Regions from separate parts of the Mus musculus genome. Here all the other regions are linked to region 1. The links are chromatin contacts, called in public ChIA-PET, HiChIP or PLAC-seq and promoter capture Hi-C maps. All regions are on one chromosome and are shown on one strand. Each heading gives the region's core, a stretch centred on a gene start, on an enhancer-like site or on the middle of the called end of the contact. The rest is flanking DNA. Distances are from core to core; before and after follow the strand shown. Region 1 holds the start of Gigyf2 (GRB10 interacting GYF protein 2). Region 2 holds the start of Neu2 (neuraminidase 2). Region 3 holds the start of Snorc (secondary ossification center associated regulator of chondrocyte maturation). Region 4 holds the start of Prss56 (protease, serine 56). Region 5 holds the start of Ngef (neuronal guanine nucleotide exchange factor). Region 6 holds the start of Ecel1 (endothelin converting enzyme-like 1).

Region 1 (2,971 bases), core at 212-2,711:
CACAAAACTCTAAATCCTTTGTCAAGTACCAAAAAAGGTATGGTCTTTTTCTTTCTAGCAAATCACCAACATCTTCAACGTTGGTATTTTTCCAGACATATGTCACTTCTAAATGTTTTCCTAGTGTCTTCTTATGTGACAGTGAAGTACATATCCCAGTCTAGGCAATCTAAAAGCTGCTACATTAGGGAAATATCATTAAATGAAGACAAAGTATATGTTCTAACCAAAAGGAAAAATTCTGCCAGTCAGAGCCACAAAAAAGGATGAAAACTCATGTACAAAAAGTAGGATAATAGTTTTTGTAATTTAGGAAGTCATTTGTTACTAAAGAGGAGTAACTACATAAGGAAGACTACAATCCCTGTATACAACACTCTGAAACATAATTACCTATAATTCAAGGTAGATGGGACTAGGTGGGAAGCCATCACTGATTGAGTCCCTTCATTTCTTAAGTTATGTTGGAATACTTACCTTCCTAATAGAACCACTAGGTGTGTTTAAGTGCTTTGACTTTCGAGAAAACTGGAGGTGAGGGGAGACCGTACTAGATAAATGCAAAGCAACGTTACTGCTTCCCAAACGCGGTCACACAATCAGCTCCTTTCACACCCTTCCTTACTTGCTGGCTTGATTTATATTTCAGCTACAAAACCAAAGTGTTCAAGAGTGCTTCGTGGGAAACTGCTTGCCCATTTCAAGCCGGTATGAACATTCGGGTCCCCGGGGCTGCCCGGGGCTCTACTTTCCCAAGCCTCTCAGTCCCAGGATCAGATCATGACTCCACCTTGCCTGGGGCCTGCTCAAGACCAGTCCTCCAGCCCTAGAAGCAGTCTTCCCCAGTCCAGATGCTCGGTGGAGAAGGCAAGGGCGCACCTCCCTGGGGCAGGTGCGGGCAGGAGCGCCGGCAGGAGCAGCTGTCGGCTCGCAGCAGCTGTTAGCCGGGGTACCCCGAGGCTGTGCGGGCGACCAGCCCCGAGGAGCGGGCAGCGGAAGGCGAACCCTCCGGCCTGACACTGCCCACCCCGCCTCCCGCCTCCTCTCCTCGGCTTCCCCCGCGATGCCACGGGGGCGAAAGCAGGGGGCTGCCCTCGGCCGGGACGCTCCCTGGACTGCCGGGACCCTCGCACGGGAGGAGGCTCCTGCTGACCTCGCACCTGCCCTGTCCCCAGGTCTGACGCCCCCAGCCGGCAGCGGCCGTGGCCGCTGCCGGGCAGCCTGAGTGTGTCCATGCGGCCGGCTCGGGCCGGAGCGGCGGGGACGCGACGGTGGGCGCCGGGCCACGGCAGCTCGGGGCGCTATGGCGGGGACTGGGCGCGGGATGGCCGCGGGCAGGGGAGACACACACCGAGCCACTGGTTACCTGCGGTCCGGGACAGGAGTCTCTCAGAACCCAAGTCAATCCTCAGCCTCAACAACACAAGATGGCCGACACGTCGCCACGCACGTCACGTGACCCCGCGCGCCGCGCCGCCCCCCGCCCCGCCTACATCCCCGCCTCACTCCCTCCCTGCTCTCCAGCTTCCCACGACATCGTTCCCTTCCTCGACGGCCTGCCCCTCCCCTCGGACACGCCCCTCCCTGAGACCCGGATGCAGGGCCGGGCGAGGACGGAGCCTGAGTAGCGCAGGCGCACAGTGGGGCCTTTGGCTGCATCTCCTATGGCCCTAGAGTTGAACTGGTGTCCCTAATTGGAGCCTGGCCAGAGGCCCTATGACTCACCGTCCGATGCACCCAATCCAGTGCCCGGTTGCAGTACAAAAATCTCCACATCATTTATGAGCTGGTTTTCCAAGCTAGAACTTTTCCACAGCATTTGGTCTAGCATTTTCCTGCCAGTTGGTCCATCATGGGGCAAATGGTAAAGCTGAAATTCAAAGCAGTTTCCTTTCTTATAGAACTGGAAATTCATCCTGGAGTACTGGAATGTGACAGCTGGGAAGGTTTTAAAAGTTCCTACACCTAGCCAGGCAGTGGTGGCTCACACCTTTAATCCCAGCACTTGGGAGGCAGAGGCAGATCGATTTCTGAGTTCAAGGTCAGCCTGATCTACAGAGTTCCAGGACAGCCAGGGCTATACAGAGAAACCGTGTCTCGAAAAACTAAAAAAAAGTTACTACACCCTTCCACTACATGTGGACCTACAACCCCCTTATATATACTGCCTTCCCATTTTAGGGTTGCGAGATAACGAATAGTAAACCCGGCAATACAGAATACAGGAAATTAATCTGCTGTCTTTCTGAAACTCATGTTTAGCTGGACATACTATATACTTTGATTTGCTAAACCTGGTACATCTACCATTTCAAGTCACCCGGGTCTTTCTGGGACCATTAGTCTTTTCCTGCCTTTCTACTACCTTTGGTGTTTGGGATCCACTCAGTTTCACACAATCACTGCAAAATATCCTCCAGCATTTATCATAGGTCTTCCCATCAACATAAACTTAAGTTTCAGAACACAGTGGCAGACTCCCAACCTAGTCGTTTGGGAGCCCTGGATTCAACACTTGGAAAAAAAATACACACACACACACACACATACATACATACATATATATATATATATATATATATATATACCAACTTCCTCCTCTGCCTCCCTTCCTGAGTCTTGATTCCCTTTCAAAGAGAGACTGTATAAAAGAGCATTAAATTCAGAGAATGATCATTAATCTTGACTGTGATCATTAATCTTGACTGTCAACATGATGGGATTTGGATTCATCATGGAAACAAATATCTGAGCAAATTTATGAGAGATTATCTAGATTATGTTATTTGATGTGGGGAAACCCGAGAGTAGGTAAAGTGGAAAATACCATTCCATTCCATAAGCTAGAATTCTATAGTGTATAAGACCTAAGTGAAAAAGCTACACAGAAACATTCAAAGGTTCCATCAGTCTCAACTTCCTGACCTTGGAAGCAATGTGACTACTCCCAAGGTGGACCATACTCTTGAAT
Region 2 (2,844 bases), core at 271-2,770, 250 kb before region 1:
CACGAGCACATCACAAAAGTCTGTGGTTCTGGGAGATGGCTCAGCTGAGAAAGAGCGTGGCATGCAAACGAGAGGTCAGGATCCAGGTCCCCAGAACACAAAAGCTAGGTGGGCCTGGCTGTTCCCAGCACTCAGCGGGCAGAGGCGGTGATCCTCACAGTAAGCTAGCTAGCTAGACTAGCTGGATTTGACTAGTTCCAGGTCTAATGACTGACCCTGCCTCAATAAATAAAGTGGAGATTCTTCAAGGAAGACATCTGACTTCCATAGCTGAGCGTGCTCACGTGGAGCGCATCACACAGCCATGTCCTTGAAGAGAGAGATCTCTGGAATCTTCTGCAGCCTCAATGAAGCAAGGTGTCATGGCAGAGAGGCAAACAAACAAAACAGAGCAAGCTGCCCAGCCATGACCAGCAGGAAACAAGGCCCTCAGTCCAGCAATCCCCAAGGAGGCGTGCAGGCCTGCCAACAACCCAGGAGGCCTGTGTGCCTTCTCCACACAGCCTTGTAAAGAGGCGTTCTGGCCCTCAGCCACCTTGCCTCCAGCCAGTGAGAGCCCCTGAACAAAGAACGCGGCCAAGCCCTGCCCAGATTCCTGACTCACAGAAACCTAGAGTATAAGTATGCCCTGCTTCTTGGCAGTACCGGTTGGGTTAATTTATTACCAGCGGTAGGTCACAAAAAACAATAGCTCATCGGAGGCTTACATAAATATGGGCAGTGTAGCTATTAGCATTGAGAAATGAAAGCAATGGGTTAAGAGGCAAGGTTTTGGTACCAGCTAGGATGGGTTTCAATCTTGGAGCAGCTTACTATCTATGTGGCCTTGGGCAAGATGATCTATGAACATATGTATCTTTAAAATGCACCTGATTCTCAACTTGTAGTGAGGGCTCAGGGCTACACAGAGAGGTTATGCAATCTGCTTAGTTCAGTGCCTGCCACGCAGTAAGCACCAGGCAGAAGGAAGCCGTCACTAATCATAATTCACTGTAATAGTAACAATTGATTAAGACCTCTCGAATAGAGCAGCTGGTGTCCCCTGCCTGGGAGCTGTCAAGCTGAGCCCTGACGGCCATGTAAAGCAGTGATTAAAAGTGCTGGCTTAGTTGGCAAACCGCTTGGCATATGTGCACTGGGACTTGAGAAGATTCACAACTGTCACATAAAAAAGGGGCACAGTGGCGTGCTCCTTTAACCCCCACAGGGGAAGTTTGAGACAGGAGGGGAGGGTGCAGGTAAGATTCGGAGGATGGCCGATCAGGTAGCCTGGCCAATTAGTGAGCCCTGGGTTCCATAAGAAAAACAGAAAACAATAAGAGAGAGACCTGGTGTTCACCTCTGACTTCCACGTGTGTGTGCACGTGTACACATACTAACACAAAAGTGACCAGAACCCAAGAGGATCATAAACACTTACCCAATCTCAGACTCAGGGGGCGGGTCAGTCAGTGGTGGGGCGTCCATTCTTAGTCAACTTCCGATATTACCTTGCAGCCAGGGGCCGTTTGGGTCATGTCAACCTGCACCTCAGTGGCACCTCCCCTTTTGCCTGGCTCCTAGGGAGGTGTGTCTGGCTCCCTGCCTAGGTGCAGGGCACCCAGCAAGGTAAACACCCAGACAGGAAGTGCCTGTCCCAGGAATGGGGCCAGCTATAGGGAGGCAGGTCTGAAGGTCAGGAATGTTTCCCAGGGAGGCTTTTCCAGGCTATAGTACTCAGGGACAGGTAGGGAGCTTGTGTGCTTATGTGGGGGACACACAGACCTGCACTGAGGTGCCCGGACAGGACCGTGGATGGGAAAGGAAGAAACTGAAGCACTTATGAGGGGGCCTAACACCCAGGAACTTCTGGCTGGCAGGTGAGCAAAATATATGTTTATTTTATCTTATTTTTTAATGAAATGAGATCAAGGAAACCGTAGAAGAGAGGTCACTGCTGGGGAAGTGCAGAGTGTTGCAAGCATTGATTGAGAAGAACTAGGAAAGAGAAGGCAGCCAGACTGTCCATGGGAAGGAGAACTTGGCTACCCTTGCAAGATTCCAGCAGTACCTATGAGGTCCTGGCTATGCCTGTGAGCTCCCAGCCCATCTTGGCTTAGTGATTCTCCCAGCCCAGCGTGTTTCAACATCTGTGAAGCACGAAGCAGGGTGACCCCTCTTTCCAGCTCCTATACCTCCAGCTGTGGAGACTAGGGAGACAATGTACTGCAAAGGACAGGTCAATAACTTACAGGGCCCTGTGCAACAGGAACGTGCAGGGCCTCTTGCCAAAAACCGATAAAGAATCAGAGAGAGGCAGAAGCCTCATGTTAAAGTAACTGCAGAGCCCTCCAAGACCAGGGCACTCACTCCCCATGGTGCTCGCCCTGGTTGTAAATGTATGTGTAGACTGTGAAGTGCTGTGATTTCCGTGTGCTGTTGGCTCAAACCTCAGGGTTAAGGTGTGCTCTAGGGAGGAGACTTCACAGCTATGGAGTAACAGCCCCTGTGTTGCTGCCCCACTGATGTTGCTCCTCCTGCTCAGGGACCATTTCAGGACAAAAGACCCTACCCTCAGAACCCTCCAGATTTGTGTGCTTGGTGGCCAAGAAGCCAGAGTATGTTGTGACTCGGTTGAGAAAACTCAGCTGGATATAGCAATAGAAGGTTCTTATTTCCTGTCTTGACCAATATGTGGGATATTCACGAAGCCATCAGCTGCAGGGAGCTGGACTTGGGATTCCTGTAGTTTTGGCTACTCTGCTATCTCAGCTAGTGACCAATGTCTTGTTGCCTTGAGAGAAATGGCTGTCTTAATGCAGAGAGACATTAAGGCTCTGGTTGGGTCCCCCCACTGTGTTTTCC
Region 3 (3,019 bases), core at 126-2,625, 140 kb before region 1:
AGTCCTAGGCAATAGAAAATGCCTCCTCCCACTGTAAGTCCTAACTCAGGGGTACTTCAGGCTACATTACCGAGCACAGCTCCCACTCCAGAAGCTGGGTGTGTCCCAACATATGAGAAGAGATGGTTCTCCCCAAAATCCATTCGGGCTTTGAACCCTGCTCACACTCTGAACACTGAGTGTTGACTGGACATTTGGCCATCCTCAGAGCCCTGCATTGAGCCCTGGTGAGGCCTTAGCATCCCACTATGAGGGAGGCAGCGTAGTGGGTGCCACCTTCTACAGATTAGGAAATGGCCAAGAGAGGTATGAGCCAGGCTGGGCAGAGTCAGGTCTTTAGCTATTTCCTGGGGTGTTGAGGGGAGGTAGAACGGCCCACAGACCACCGTCACCATCCTGGGGTGTGGCCGCGAGTTCCGAGGCTATGCTTCTACCACAGAGGTGACTTCTTTCCTTTGTAGACACACAGACACCCCTAAAGTTCAGGCAGCAATGTTGTAAGACAACCAGGGAACCCAGAGGCCTTTCTGCAGACTACTGAACAACTGCGCGAGATTTATTTTCTCATAATCAAAGCCTATCTGTGCCTATGTCCCTGCTCTGAAGCAGACCCAGAGCAGGCCTGCCATGCAGTGTTTTTTTCAGACCCCAGAGAGGCCACCTAGGGCTCAGTCCAGTTTCCTCACTATCCTGCAAAAGACTCTAAGAAATATTTATCTCTATGGGGACAGCACCTAGGTCGTAAGTCAGAAGGAAAGGGTTTGCAGAATTTAAAGGAATCATGAGTCTCTGGGTTTTCTGCCCAGAGGGTCTCTGGCCTTTAGCCCTTTGCCTTATGTCTGATGAGTCCTCCAGCCTCCCAGGTCCAGAAGTCTCCAGGTGTTCTAGCGGCAAAGTATTACCCCAAGAACATCAGACAGCCAAATGTACCAGACCCTGATACCCAAGTCTTTTTCAATGGCCACCCATCCTGCTGCTAACATACATCATCTTACTCGGTTTCTACCAGCCAGCATTGTGGGAGTCTCCCAGAATCACCACAGCTGGGAATCCCACCTTGTGTGAGGGGCTTGTACCCCATAGGTACTGGAGGATCTGGTCCCAGTGGTAGTTATTGGCCCTGAGAAGTTGGTAGCAGCAGAGCTGAGGGCCTGCGCCCCTTACCTGTGAGCACCGCAGGGGCCAGGACCCCAGAGATGAGCAGCAGCGCCACGCGCAGGGCCAGACAAGATGCCATCCTGGCAGGGAGTGAGCAGTCTTATGGGACACAGAGGACTAGGCGGCTGGGCTCAGGCAGCGGGAAAGAGGCTTCAAAGAGCTGGGAAGGGTTTTCATCAATGCAAACTCTGTCCTCCTGGGACACCGTGCCCGCCCCTCACACATGCACGCGCATGCACACACACACACACACACACACACACACACACACAGAGAGAGAGAGAGAGAGAGAGAGAGAGAGAGAGAGAGAGAGAGAGAGAGAGAGAGCGCACTCAGACAGACCTGCAGTCCTGAACTACCAAACAGCCCCACCCTGGAGAGGAGAGGAGAGGAGAGGAGAGGAGAGGAGAGGAGAGGAGAGGAGAGGAGAGGAGAGGAGAGGAGAGGAGAGGAGAGGAGAGGAGAGGAGAGGAGAGGAGAGGAGAGGAGAGGAGAGGAGAGGAGAGAAAAGGGGAGAGAAAGGGAGAGAAGGGGAGGGGAGGGGAGGGGAGGGGAGGGGAGAGAGAGGGTTCCTTTCCTCTCTCTCTGTCTCTGCCCTGCTCCCCTCCTCTTTCTCTTCTCTGTCTCTCTGTCTCTGTCTCTCTGTCTCACTCTCTCTGTCTCTCTCTCTCTCTCTCTCTCTCTCTCTCTCTCTCTCACACACACACACACACACACACACACATATTCCTGGACTAGTGAAAGTACAAACTTTCCCAGCCTCCCAAGACAGGAGCCTCACCCAGGCACAACAAATGCCTTGAGCCACTGTGCTCAGGACTCTGGGAGACCCTGCTCAGGACCCTTCCACTGGCCCTTACTAAAGCTAAGGTTGTGAGGCATTTTCTATTAAAGCCCCTTGGCCAGCCGCTCTAGGCCCCTTCCAGGAAGGTCTCAATGCACAAGTCCTTCTCCCTGGCTCCCTTGTTCTTGTAGGCACTCTCCACTAATCCAGAGACTCAGTTTCACCTTTAAGCCTGGGCTTGGCTCAGAGTTCAGCTCACTACCTTCCCAACAGGTCTGACCAAGCACATTGGCCTCCTCAGCCTCTGCCTACACCCACAGATGGACTTCAACACACGCGCGCACACACACACACACACACACACACACACACACACACACACACAGGTGTGCTCACCCTGCAAGTTCCCCAAGTCTCTTAAGCCCCTGAGGCTCTGCTACTTCATAGTTTTCCAAACAAAAAGGCAAATTCCCTAGCCAGTCTTCCCTCTGCTTTCCTGCTCTCTCCCTATGTTCCAGCTGCTGGCCCCAACAATAGGGCTCCTGCAGGATACTAGCGTGGCTCCTGCCCCAGGGCCTTTGCACTCTATCTTCTTCCCTAGAAAGTAGTAGCTACACTCATCATCATGTTTCTCCAGGTCTGAGCTTGGTCAGTCAGCCTGTGTCCTGTCGTTGGGTCACTTTAAGGTTCTTCACAGCACTTACATTTTTATGAATTTTCATATCGCTCCCCCTTGTGTGTTCATTTTCAGAAGAGAAGCATGCACACGAGGTGCATGAATCAACCTTTCGTTGCTGTGACAAAGTGCCAGAGATGACTTTTTAAAAGAGTTTACTCTGGCTCATGGCTGCAGGTTTTATGGTCCTGGTCAACTTGTCCTGTTGCTTGAGCCTACGGAGAGGCAGAGCATCACAGTGGTGGCAGGGAACAGGGGAGGCTGCGGTTCTCACAGCAGAGGAAGAAAGGCAGGGAGACACACCTGGCTGGGGACAAGACACACTTTGAAAAGCATGCTGAGGTCTACTCCCAACCAGGTTCTGCTTCCTTCAGCTGTGAACCCATCGATGAAACAGCTAA
Region 4 (3,073 bases), core at 388-2,887, 140 kb after region 1:
CGACGTACCCGGCGAAGCAATGTGCAGCCGTGAGCACCCAGGATGCTGCTACCAGGACACCCCCGCACAGAGGCAACCCTCCAAGTTGCAGCCTCACTAGCCAAGGCCAGGCCCCCGAGGGAGCCGTGCTGCCACCGACTATGCGGCCGTGAGCCCGGGTCGTGTTGGCAACGCCTTGATGTCTTTCTCCACATTGTACTAGAATGGCAGAAACGGCGTCATGAAGCAAAAGTTTTAGTTATCTTCACGTTGAGGCCCACCTCGCTTTCAGCCCTTGGAGTCTTTTAGTTTCACCTGGCTCCGGTGGGTCCTGGAGGAGGGGGGCTTGAGGTCTAGGGCGTCCAGGTCCTACTGAGAAACAATCCTTTGAGCCTCGCTGCGCCCTCTTGCGGATCTTTCGCTTTATTGGGGGGGGGGGCTGGGCCTCATCTTTCAACCACTCTCCACTTGGCCCGCCTTCTAGCACATGGAACTATTTGAGCAGCCATGAACTGTGACCACCTGAGCCCACACTCTCCCCTCCTCCCTGCTGTGTCTCAAGTTTGGCATACCCCTTCCACTTGGACCTTCAAAAAGAATCTGACCCCAAGGACGATGGAACCTAAAAATAAGGGCTGGACATGGACAAAAGGAGGAGTCCCCTGTACCAATGTGAGTCTGCTGGGTGGGGTAGCACTTCTGGTACAACCTTGGCATTCATGTAGTCTGTGCTGGATCTCCATCAACACGCGCTTTATGGCCCACTGGGCACTCCTCTGGGCAGCCTGCAATGCCTGAGTCCCCTGGGCAGATAAAACTGGGAGGGGGAGGGACATGGGACACAAAGTCACATTCCCTTGGCAGAGAGCCCCACTCAGTCTAAGTCTTCCTGAACCTTGTCTGGGGAGTCCCAGAGAAGCGTGGTGAACTCTTAGACTACCAGGGATGTAGAGATGGGGAGAGAGGTCAGGCCCCAAGGGCCAGCCCTCAGGGCAGATGGTGCTACAATTGGGAAGGAATCTCTGAAAAGCTCCTTTCTTAAAGATTTCAGAGGAAAACCACTGCCCACCGACATCCAGGTAATATGGTTAAGGTATCCATCTTTGGGCCCAAGGCATGCTGCCCCGGGTCTTCTAACACCGTTATCTCTGGAACCCCTTGGCAGTGTTGCTGTCTCTGCTTCCTGGGTGAGGCTGTCTACCCTCCCTTCCTATATCCCAGTTCCAGGCTCCTCCTTCCAGCAGAAGGTGGGCAGAAGGACCACAGGCCCTCCTAAGTGTGAGAGATAAGCTCATTTCCCTTGTCCTCCCTTGACCTCACTTTCCCTATGCCCCTCCCACCTCCCGTGGTTCCCTCGGACCAGCCCGGCTCACCTTGCAGGGCGCCGGGGGACAGGCGCGTGTACAGTGGATGCCCATGGGCAGTTTGGGAGTCTGGGGACAGTAGCAGCAGCAGCAGCAACAACATAGCCAGCGGCATGGTGACCTGGGGCCAAGGCGGGAGACCCTGTCCTCTTTATTCCTGGACTCTACCCTCTCCTGTGATTCTTCCTGCCCACAGACTTTGTGTCCCTCAAACCATCTGATCCCGTTGTCTTACACTAAACTACTCACTTCTAATGGTCCGCACCTCACCTGGCCCTCACCTCCTGGGAGCCCTCAGGGAAACGATGCCCTGGAGCTATATAGAGGACAGAGGGGTGTGTGTGCGTGGGAGGGCAGCCAGGACTGGGGGAGGGAATGAGGTAGTGGGCTGGACCCTCACCTTTGAAGTCTCATCGTCCCACTCTGCGTCTCCCCACTTCTGTGAAAGCGGCCCTTGTTCCTGCGGTTGCTTCAAAGGGGCTGAGATGGGGCTGGAGAACTGACCGTTGGGCTGGGGGCCAGGCAGAGGGAGACTGGTGGGCAGGGGCTGGGAGGGGGGATCCCCATCTGTTTCTGCCACCCTGGGGAGTCCACTGCTCTGCTGGGACAGGCACTTTTGGAGGGAGGAGAGCTAGGGATAGGGGTGGGTGTCCTGGGCAGTCTCACCCCCTAAGCAAGCCATTGAACTTCCAGCCCCTCTGCCCCTAATTGCTTGGCAGTGTCCCTCCTCCGTGTGGCCCTTTCTAAAGATGATCAAAGCATTCTAATTTGCGCCATAATTGCTGCACTGGGGTAGCGGGGTGGGAAGAGGCAAAAGCAAGCGGGAGATGAAAGGCCCCACTGTGGCCCAGTTTGGGGAGCGCAGGATCCAGCAGGACCCCTGTCCCTGCCCACTCAGTGTGTCCAGCTTTGTTTTCAGTTGCTGTGACCCTGATCTGGCAGGAGGGACTCTTGAGAGAAGGTCATAAACAGGCAACTGTCCTGATATCCAGTCACCACCTGGGGTAGGGCCGAGCCTTTGGGTACAAACAAAACAAAACTACCCTTGGCACCTTGATTTGTGCTGGCAGCAGGGACATGTTGGTTAAGGGTTTAAGTACAGGAATTGGGACACACTGTGGCTAGGGGATGTGTTCTCTTCAAAGGGACTGCTTATCACAGCACGTAGCCTGTCTCCCACCACCAGGAAGGTAGAGAGAACGGTAGGTATAGATTGTTGTGTCAATTCAATGACACTAGGGATTGGAGTTATCTCTGCATATCATAGGTAAATCCTATGTGCTCTCCAAGTTTCTAGCAGAGAGGTATGGCTCCTGTATGCCTGCTGAAGCCTGGCCAGGCCGGAGTGGCCAGCATAGAACTGTCTGTCCTCACTCTGCCTTCTTGGCATGTGTCAGGCTTTGAGTCCAGTCTGATGGCAGGAAGGGAGTAGACCCTTCTCTCACCCACACAGCAAAGGGCAGGGCATGGAAAAGCACACTGTTTCAGATCTGGCTCCTACAAGTTGAGAAGACCCCCACCCCACCCCACCCCATCCTTGTCTCGACTCCTGGGATCCTACAAGTTGTTGGGAGCATGTGGAATCTCTTCCTTTGGCTGGCATCAGAGCAATCTTTCTTTTCCCCCAGGATCAGATTCCTGGGCAATTTTAATTCCCAGGGGTAAGGTGGTCTTTTTGTTTTAAGAGTCTCAATGGAGCCTAATGGAGGGCCGTAGGTCTCCTTCACCCC
Region 5 (2,856 bases), core at 180-2,679, 180 kb before region 1:
CACAATCAAGAAAAGAGACAGGAGCATATGCATGCTTACACCACTTAGCTCAGGTTTGGTTTGGTTTGGTTTTCTGTCTAACACCGTTTATGGGAATGGCACAGTCAAAGGTAGACTGGGTTTTCCCACCTCAATTAACCTAGTCAAGACAATTCCCCACAGACATGACTGATGTAGACAAGCCCTCCTTCAGACTCTCTTCTGTGGTTGCTTGCTAGGCTGTGTCATATGGCAATTAAACTAACCATTGCCCCTTCCAAATAAAACAACCCTCCCTTCCCAAAGCCATCGCTGTTTCTCTTGAGTCCCAGCCGCTGTGCCTCCCACCTACTCATCCAAGAACAAGCAACACTTGAGGCTGGAGCAACAACTCAGGTGTTAAGAACACATGTTGCTCTAGCAGAGAACCCAGGTTCAGTTGCCAGCACACACATGGTGGCTCACAACCATGTAACTCCAATAATTCCATAATTCCGGTTCCAGGGATCCAACGCTCTTTTCTGATTTTGAAAGGTACCAGTCAAACACATTGGTCACATACATACATGCAGGCAAAATACTCATATACCAGAAAAACCAATAAACACAGCTGCCTCAAACCCCCAGGAACAGGTTCCTTATAACCAATGCCCACAGGTGGAGTGTGGAGGGGGCCATGCTGGGGAACACTGTGTCCCACCCTCACCCTCAGGTACCTACAGAACTGGCCACACTACTCTTGACTTGAGATATTTCTCTCCTTATCCTCTCGTTTTATCTGAGCGCTGTACTAGCTAACAAACAGTAGGGTGCAGATCTACTTGTGGGTAGGGAAATCCTACTGCAGTTTCTGGAAACTTCTCCTTAACTCCCTCCTGGCAGCGTTTGGGGGTCGCTGGGAAAGATTTGGTCCAGCAGAAAGACCCACTCAGGAAAAACGTCTGCAGTGGTGGTGGTGGTGGGGGGGTTTCACACACACACACACACACACACACACACACACACACACACACACACACACACACACCTGAGAGTCAAGAGCAAGAGTGCAGGAGAAATAACTGTTTTCTCTCCAACTGGGAGTAGAGGGCATATATTCCCAAAGCATGATCTAGGAGACTGAATTGTAATGGGCAAGGGATGGGACAGAGGGTCGCCTCGCCCTCCCCTTCAAGAAACCCGGGGCGGAGCTATGAAAAACGACCCACTGGCAAGAGGGGAGATAGGCTGAGGCAGCTCTGTTCCCTCTGTCCCCGCGTCTCCCGGCACCCGGCGGCCGCGGGGGAGGCAGGCGCTGCGCGGCTCCGGTCCATGTGGGGAGTCACCGCCCCCTGGTCCGGGTGCACCCGGCCCTAGCGCCCCCACCTCGCCGCCGCCGGCCTCGCCCCCGCCGCGCGCGCCCCGCCCGCCTCCCCCGTTGCCGTGGCAACCCCGGGAGCCTCCAGGCGCGCGCTCGTCCGCGGGAGCGCTCTACAGCAGCGGCGGCGGCAGCTCCGGCTTGAGCCGCGCGCGCTGCGACCTCACTCAGAGCCCGCGCATTGCCCCCGGCTGGGCCCTGGGCCCCCCGCGCGGCTCCCCACCAGCCCCTGAGCCTACCCGGTCGCTGGTCCCCATGGAGCTGCTGGCTGCAGCCTTCAGCGCCGCCTGCGCCGTGGACCACGACAGCTCCACCTCGGAGAGCGACACGCGCGACTCGGCGGCGGGACACCTGCCGGGCAGGTGAGGACCCGCTGTATCCCGGCCCCCGCGCAATGTCCCCACGTACTCCCTCACACTCGCTCCCTAGGCGATGATCTCGGACCCCTGCGGCCTATCCGGGTCCTCGGCCCCCGGGCTCCTGCTGCCCCCCACTAACTCTAATCCGACGGACCTTCCCCCTGGGAGAGCCGTGCGTCCTGTTCCAGGTCACTAGCACCCAGTCCCAGCGTGGGATGGCCTCCTGCACCTTGTCCCTGGACGCCCAGAGTGTGCGCGTCCCGCCCTTCGCCCCTCTCTGCGCTCCCAGTCTCTGGAACTGGAGGACAGAGCCTCGAGTGGGGCCAGGGGGCACGGGACGGCTAAGGGAGTGGGGTGGCAGCGGGCTGGCAGGACCCGTTGGGGCGGCCTTCCGCGCTGTGCAGCGGCTAGGGTACGCCAACTTTCCGACGCCTGTCCGCGAGCTCGAAAAACATGAAGGTTTGGGCGGACTGGTGTAGGAGTGAATCACCCCGTCGCGCCCTGGTATGGTGACAAAAAGGGTTTGTCGGGCTCGCCCGGTCCGGACACGTGGCGGCCACTGTGGCCCCCCTTGGCTTGGAAGCTCTTAGGGGCAGTACCCTCCAGGCAGCAGCCGCTTGTGCTGACCGACAGTCGCCTCTTGCGATCTAGCCAAGGTGTGTCGTTGCTTAAAAATAAACAGCCGTCGCTCTCCTCCTTCTCTTGCAGCGAGTCATCCTCCACCCCTGGAAATGGAACCACACCCGAGGAGTGCCCAGCCCTCACCGACAGCCCCACCACTCTCACGGAGGCCCTGCAGATGATCCATCCCATTCCCGCCGACTCCTGGAGAAACCTCATTGAACAAATAGGTGGGTCCAGGGCAGGCAGCGACTCGTTTGGACCATGAGAGCCTGGTGGCTTCCAGGGGACCCTGGCTGCTGGGCTGACTGGCATGCGGCTTTTGACATGACTAGTTCTAATGGTTTCCTAGGCAGAACTGCCGAGTTTTATTAGTGCTGCACCACTGAGCTAATTTAGCTGGGATTGTGGTGTGTTTGTGAGACTGAGTCTCACACTGCAACCCTGGCTGGCCTGGAATTTACTCAGTAGCCCAGGCTAGCCTGGACCTCACCTCCTGCCTGAGAACTTGAGTTCCAGGGTTATGAGCTTGAGACTCTA
Region 6 (2,977 bases), core at 96-2,595, 170 kb after region 1:
TTATCCTCCAGGAGATGGAATGTTGAGGGGAAAATGCAGATTAAAAGCACAAAGAGCCACTCTGCCACCGCCCTGCCCTCCCCTCCCCCCTCACGGAAACACGGCATTTTTGCGTAATTCCATCGCTCCTCAGTAGAATTAATTGGACCTGAGAAGAATGCATGGGGCAGGAGAGGACCTTAGGATGGTCAGAATGAAAGACAGTCCTGTGAGTGGGACTTAGAAATGGACAGACTGGACAGGCAGGAAAGTGGTAGAGGTGGCCACTAAAGGCTAGTGACTGGGTAGCTGACGATGAAGAACATCCGGAGGGGATGGCGACGGGATGGTGGTCGCTCTCCGCAGTCCCACCTCAACATGGGTTCTATCACATCGGTCTTCACCAATGTCTGAAACATTGCTTAGGCCAGGGCTGCAGGCTGGAGCCACAAGGTTGGGATTGCTGGGGCTGTGTGGTCCTTTGCTGGGGATACCAGAAGAGATGGGTAAGTCGAGGCAGAGAAAGCAGATTCCTGAAACAGTAGCAGTCCTTCAGAAAGCTCCCAGGTCTCTGTCACGTGTGGGCTTCACCTTGTGGGTACAGTGGAGAGGTAAAGATGATTCTGTCTCTTGGAAGGAGCGAGGTCCCCAACATTTAAAAAGCTAGTTCAGCCAACCGGAATGGGTGGAAGACTGGACAAACTCACCCTGTGTAGTCCCGTGAGGGAAGTGGAGCAAGATTCCTCCCTCTCCCCACCCTACCATCCTTTTCTAGGCCTTTCTATGTGGGTCTGGGACTTCCTGCCAATGATGTCAGGAAAACCTAAGGTTGAGGAGGCCACAGCCTCAGCCTCTACTTGCAACCTCCCCAGGAGAGCTAGGTAAAGGGTCTTGTACCAACCAGAACCCAGATGGGGCAAGCAGGAGTTAAAAGGACAAAGAAGTCTTGGTGCTGATGGCGCCTGGCAGAGTGCTGGTCCAGATACAGGCTCTTCACCTGCCCATTGGAGTCCTCCCTGGGCTGAGCTTCTGTGGGCTCGGCCCAGACTTCCCTCTGGCCTCCAGATCTCCAGCTTCAGTCCCTTTACCGCAGACTGGTAGGTGGCTCCAAGTGGCTCATCAGAAGGGACCGTGCTTCCTCCTCCCGGGACAGATCTGGACTCCGGAGTCCTGGAGCCAGAAGCTGGTGCATCACTCTCAGGAGCGTTATCTCCGCGGTCGCCATCCCCACCTCCGCACTGCTGGAGCTGACAGGTAGCCCAGAGGGAAGCAGAGAGAAGGAGGGGTGCAGGGGGCGGGAGAAGGAGGGTGGAGCCGCCGGCGCGCCCCCTCCTTCGGGGCTGGCGGGCGGCGCGGCGCGGCGGCAGAGGCGGCGGGCGCACGAAGAGAGCCGCAGCCAGCCCAGCTCCTCTCCGGCTGAGGCCGGGATTTGCTCCCGACCCCTCCCTCGGTCCTCGCCCGGCCCAGACGCGCACCTGCCGGGTAAGTGTCATTCGGGCCCGCCGCCTCCGAGGACATCATCACAGCCACCTCCGAGGCCACCGCGGCTGCCGAGCCGAGCTTCTCGGCTTTGTCTCTGTCCTCCCGGCTCTGGCTCCAGCTGCGGCTGCGGCTGCGACTCCAGGACTCGGCTCTCAAGCTCCGCTGACTGCGCCGCGCGACGCAAGAGATTGAGCTCAGGGCTGGCGCAGCAAAGGGGGTGAAACTTCTCCCAACTTTGGATTCTGGGGAGAACCTGTTGACGACAGGGATGGCCCGGGGCGTTGATGGGTGGCAAATGATGAAACCAGTCTCTGGTTTTCCATCTGGGCCGTCGGGGTTGGGGAGTCGGGTGGGGGAAAGATGGGGAATGGAGAGGGCTGCTGCTTGGGGAAGGGACTTGTGGGCTTTGGAGCCATTGAAGAGAAACAGCCAGAGGGTGGCTTGAGAGTGGTCCTGCAGACTTCCCCGAGGACGAAGTTTGGGTGTCTGGTCGCTTTTAGTTCGGAGAACTGAAGGAGGCTTCAGGGTCCGCAGAGAGGCGCCCCTGACCACACCTCCTTTCTCCGGCCTCTGCTTCCCCCTCCCCCACCTGGCTTGTCTGGAGAGGATGATGGGCAAGAAAGGCAAAGACAAGGGAAACAGGTTGTCAGTGAAGCCCCCACTTTGTGCCCGGTGCTCTTTGGTTTTGTGTCCGAGCATCCTTACTCTGTGGTGAGCTTGTGGAGACCTGGGTAGGCAGGTTAAAGGCTACTATTCCAGTAAGAGCTGCTGGCAACTGAACCCTTCTTTCTTGGTTGACGGAGTGAAGTGGGATCCTTGGTTGTGGATCACAGGTGGCCTCCATCTTCTTAAACTAACTCCCACCCTTTGTTTTCTGGGTCCCCTCACTTTCCAGGGCCTCTCTGAGCCTGCTAATGTTCCCTTCCTACAGCTGCGACCGAGGGCCATGTGGGCTCCGACCAGAAAGCCCGCAGACAGAAGCAGCCTATAATCGACCAAACAAGGGGTCTGCAGCCAAAGCCTCGGCACAATGGAGGCCCCGTATTCCATGACAGCGCACTACGACGAGTTCCAGGAAGTCAAGTATGTGAGCCGGTGTGGCACCGGGGGCGCTCGAGGGACCTCACTGCCTCCAGGCTTCCCGAGGGGCTCAGGGCGCAGTGCTAGCGGGTCCAGGTCTGGGCTGCCCCGCTGGAATCGACGCGAGGTGTGCCTGCTGTCGGGGTTGGTGTTTGCTGCCGGCCTCTGCGCCATCCTGGCGGCCATGCTGGCGCTCAAATACCTGGGCCCGGGAGCGGCGGGCGGTGGCGGAGCCTGTCCCGAGGGCTGCCCCGAGCGCAAGGCCTTTGCACGCGCCGCCCGCTTTCTGTCTGCCAACCTGGACGCCAGCATCGACCCGTGCCAGGACTTCTACTCGTTCGCGTGCGGAGGCTGGCTGCGGCGCCACGCTATCCCCGACGACAAGCTCACCTACGGCACGATCGCGGCCATCGGAGAGCAGAACGAGGAGCGTCTG

The links. Promoter capture Hi-C pulls out the DNA fragments that hold promoters and counts their contacts. ChIA-PET counts read pairs in DNA pulled down with a chosen protein or histone mark. HiChIP or PLAC-seq counts read pairs in DNA pulled down with a chosen protein or histone mark. Capture Hi-C pulls out chosen DNA fragments and counts their contacts.
Region 2: a promoter capture Hi-C map of hippocampal neurons shows a contact between it and region 1, with 3 times the contacts expected there. The contact joins the promoter of Neu2 here to the promoter of Gigyf2 in region 1. A contact is called at or near these places in 3 of 39 promoter capture datasets (fetal liver, hippocampal neurons and liver).
Region 3: a promoter capture Hi-C map of liver shows a contact between it and region 1, with 3 times the contacts expected there. The contact joins the promoter of Snorc here to the promoter of Gigyf2 in region 1. A contact is called at or near these places in 9 of 39 promoter capture datasets (the 3T3-L1 cell line, cranial neural crest, embryonic stem cells and 5 more), 1 of 115 datasets of contacts at active chromatin or transcription factors (embryonic stem cells) and 1 of 9 other capture datasets (adipose tissue).
Region 4: a contact with region 1 is called in an RNA polymerase II ChIA-PET map of effector CD8 T cells, with 11 read pairs. The contact joins the promoter of Prss56 here to the promoter of Gigyf2 in region 1. A contact is called at or near these places in 1 of 39 promoter capture datasets (embryonic stem cells), 2 of 484 Hi-C or Micro-C datasets (both in embryonic stem cells), 8 of 115 datasets of contacts at active chromatin or transcription factors (effector CD8 T cells, embryonic stem cells, memory CD8 T cells and 1 more) and 2 of 9 other capture datasets (adipose tissue and pancreatic islet).
Region 5: a contact with region 1 is called in a promoter capture Hi-C map of pancreatic islet. The contact joins the promoter of Ngef here to the promoter of Gigyf2 in region 1. A contact is called at or near these places in 1 of 484 Hi-C or Micro-C datasets (embryonic stem cells), 2 of 115 datasets of contacts at active chromatin or transcription factors (astrocytes and pancreatic cancer cells) and 1 of 9 other capture datasets (pancreatic islet).
Region 6: a contact with region 1 is called in an H3K27ac HiChIP or PLAC-seq map of embryonic stem cells, with 5 read pairs. The contact joins the promoter of Ecel1 here to the promoter of Gigyf2 in region 1. A contact is called at or near these places in 1 of 115 datasets of contacts at active chromatin or transcription factors (embryonic stem cells) and 2 of 9 other capture datasets (adipose tissue and pancreatic islet).

The regions. Positions count from the first base shown.
Region 1 is chr1:87,325,488-87,328,458 of GRCm38.p6, reverse strand. It overlaps Gigyf2 (GRB10 interacting GYF protein 2), which reads right to left and starts at 1,461. Exons shown (of 29, transcript NM_146112.4): 1 at 1,367-1,461.
Region 2 is chr1:87,572,703-87,575,546 of GRCm38.p6, reverse strand. It overlaps Neu2 (neuraminidase 2), which reads right to left and starts at 1,520. Exons shown (of 4, transcript NM_001160163.1): 1 at 1,421-1,520. It also overlaps a transcript of Ngef not described here.
Region 3 is chr1:87,468,557-87,471,575 of GRCm38.p6, reverse strand. Snorc (secondary ossification center associated regulator of chondrocyte maturation) reads right to left here and starts at 1,375. Exons shown (of 3, transcript NM_028473.2): 1 at 1,165-1,375. The coding sequence starts at 1,237.
Region 4 is chr1:87,181,878-87,184,950 of GRCm38.p6, reverse strand. Prss56 (protease, serine 56) reads right to left here and starts at 1,637. Exons shown (of 13, transcript NM_027084.2): 1 at 1,353-1,637; 2 at 689-796; 3 at 295-348; 4 at 9-198. The coding sequence starts at 1,458.
Region 5 is chr1:87,508,935-87,511,790 of GRCm38.p6, reverse strand. Ngef (neuronal guanine nucleotide exchange factor) reads left to right here and starts at 1,429. Exons shown (of 13, transcript NM_019867.2): 1 at 1,429-1,698; 2 at 2,404-2,546. The coding sequence starts at 1,592.
Region 6 is chr1:87,154,504-87,157,480 of GRCm38.p6, reverse strand. Ecel1 (endothelin converting enzyme-like 1) reads left to right here and starts at 1,345. Exons shown (of 18, transcript NM_001277925.1): 1 at 1,345-1,461; 2 at 2,393-2,977. The coding sequence starts at 2,492. All of the region lies in intron 3 of Gm33292 (a long non-coding RNA gene), which reads right to left.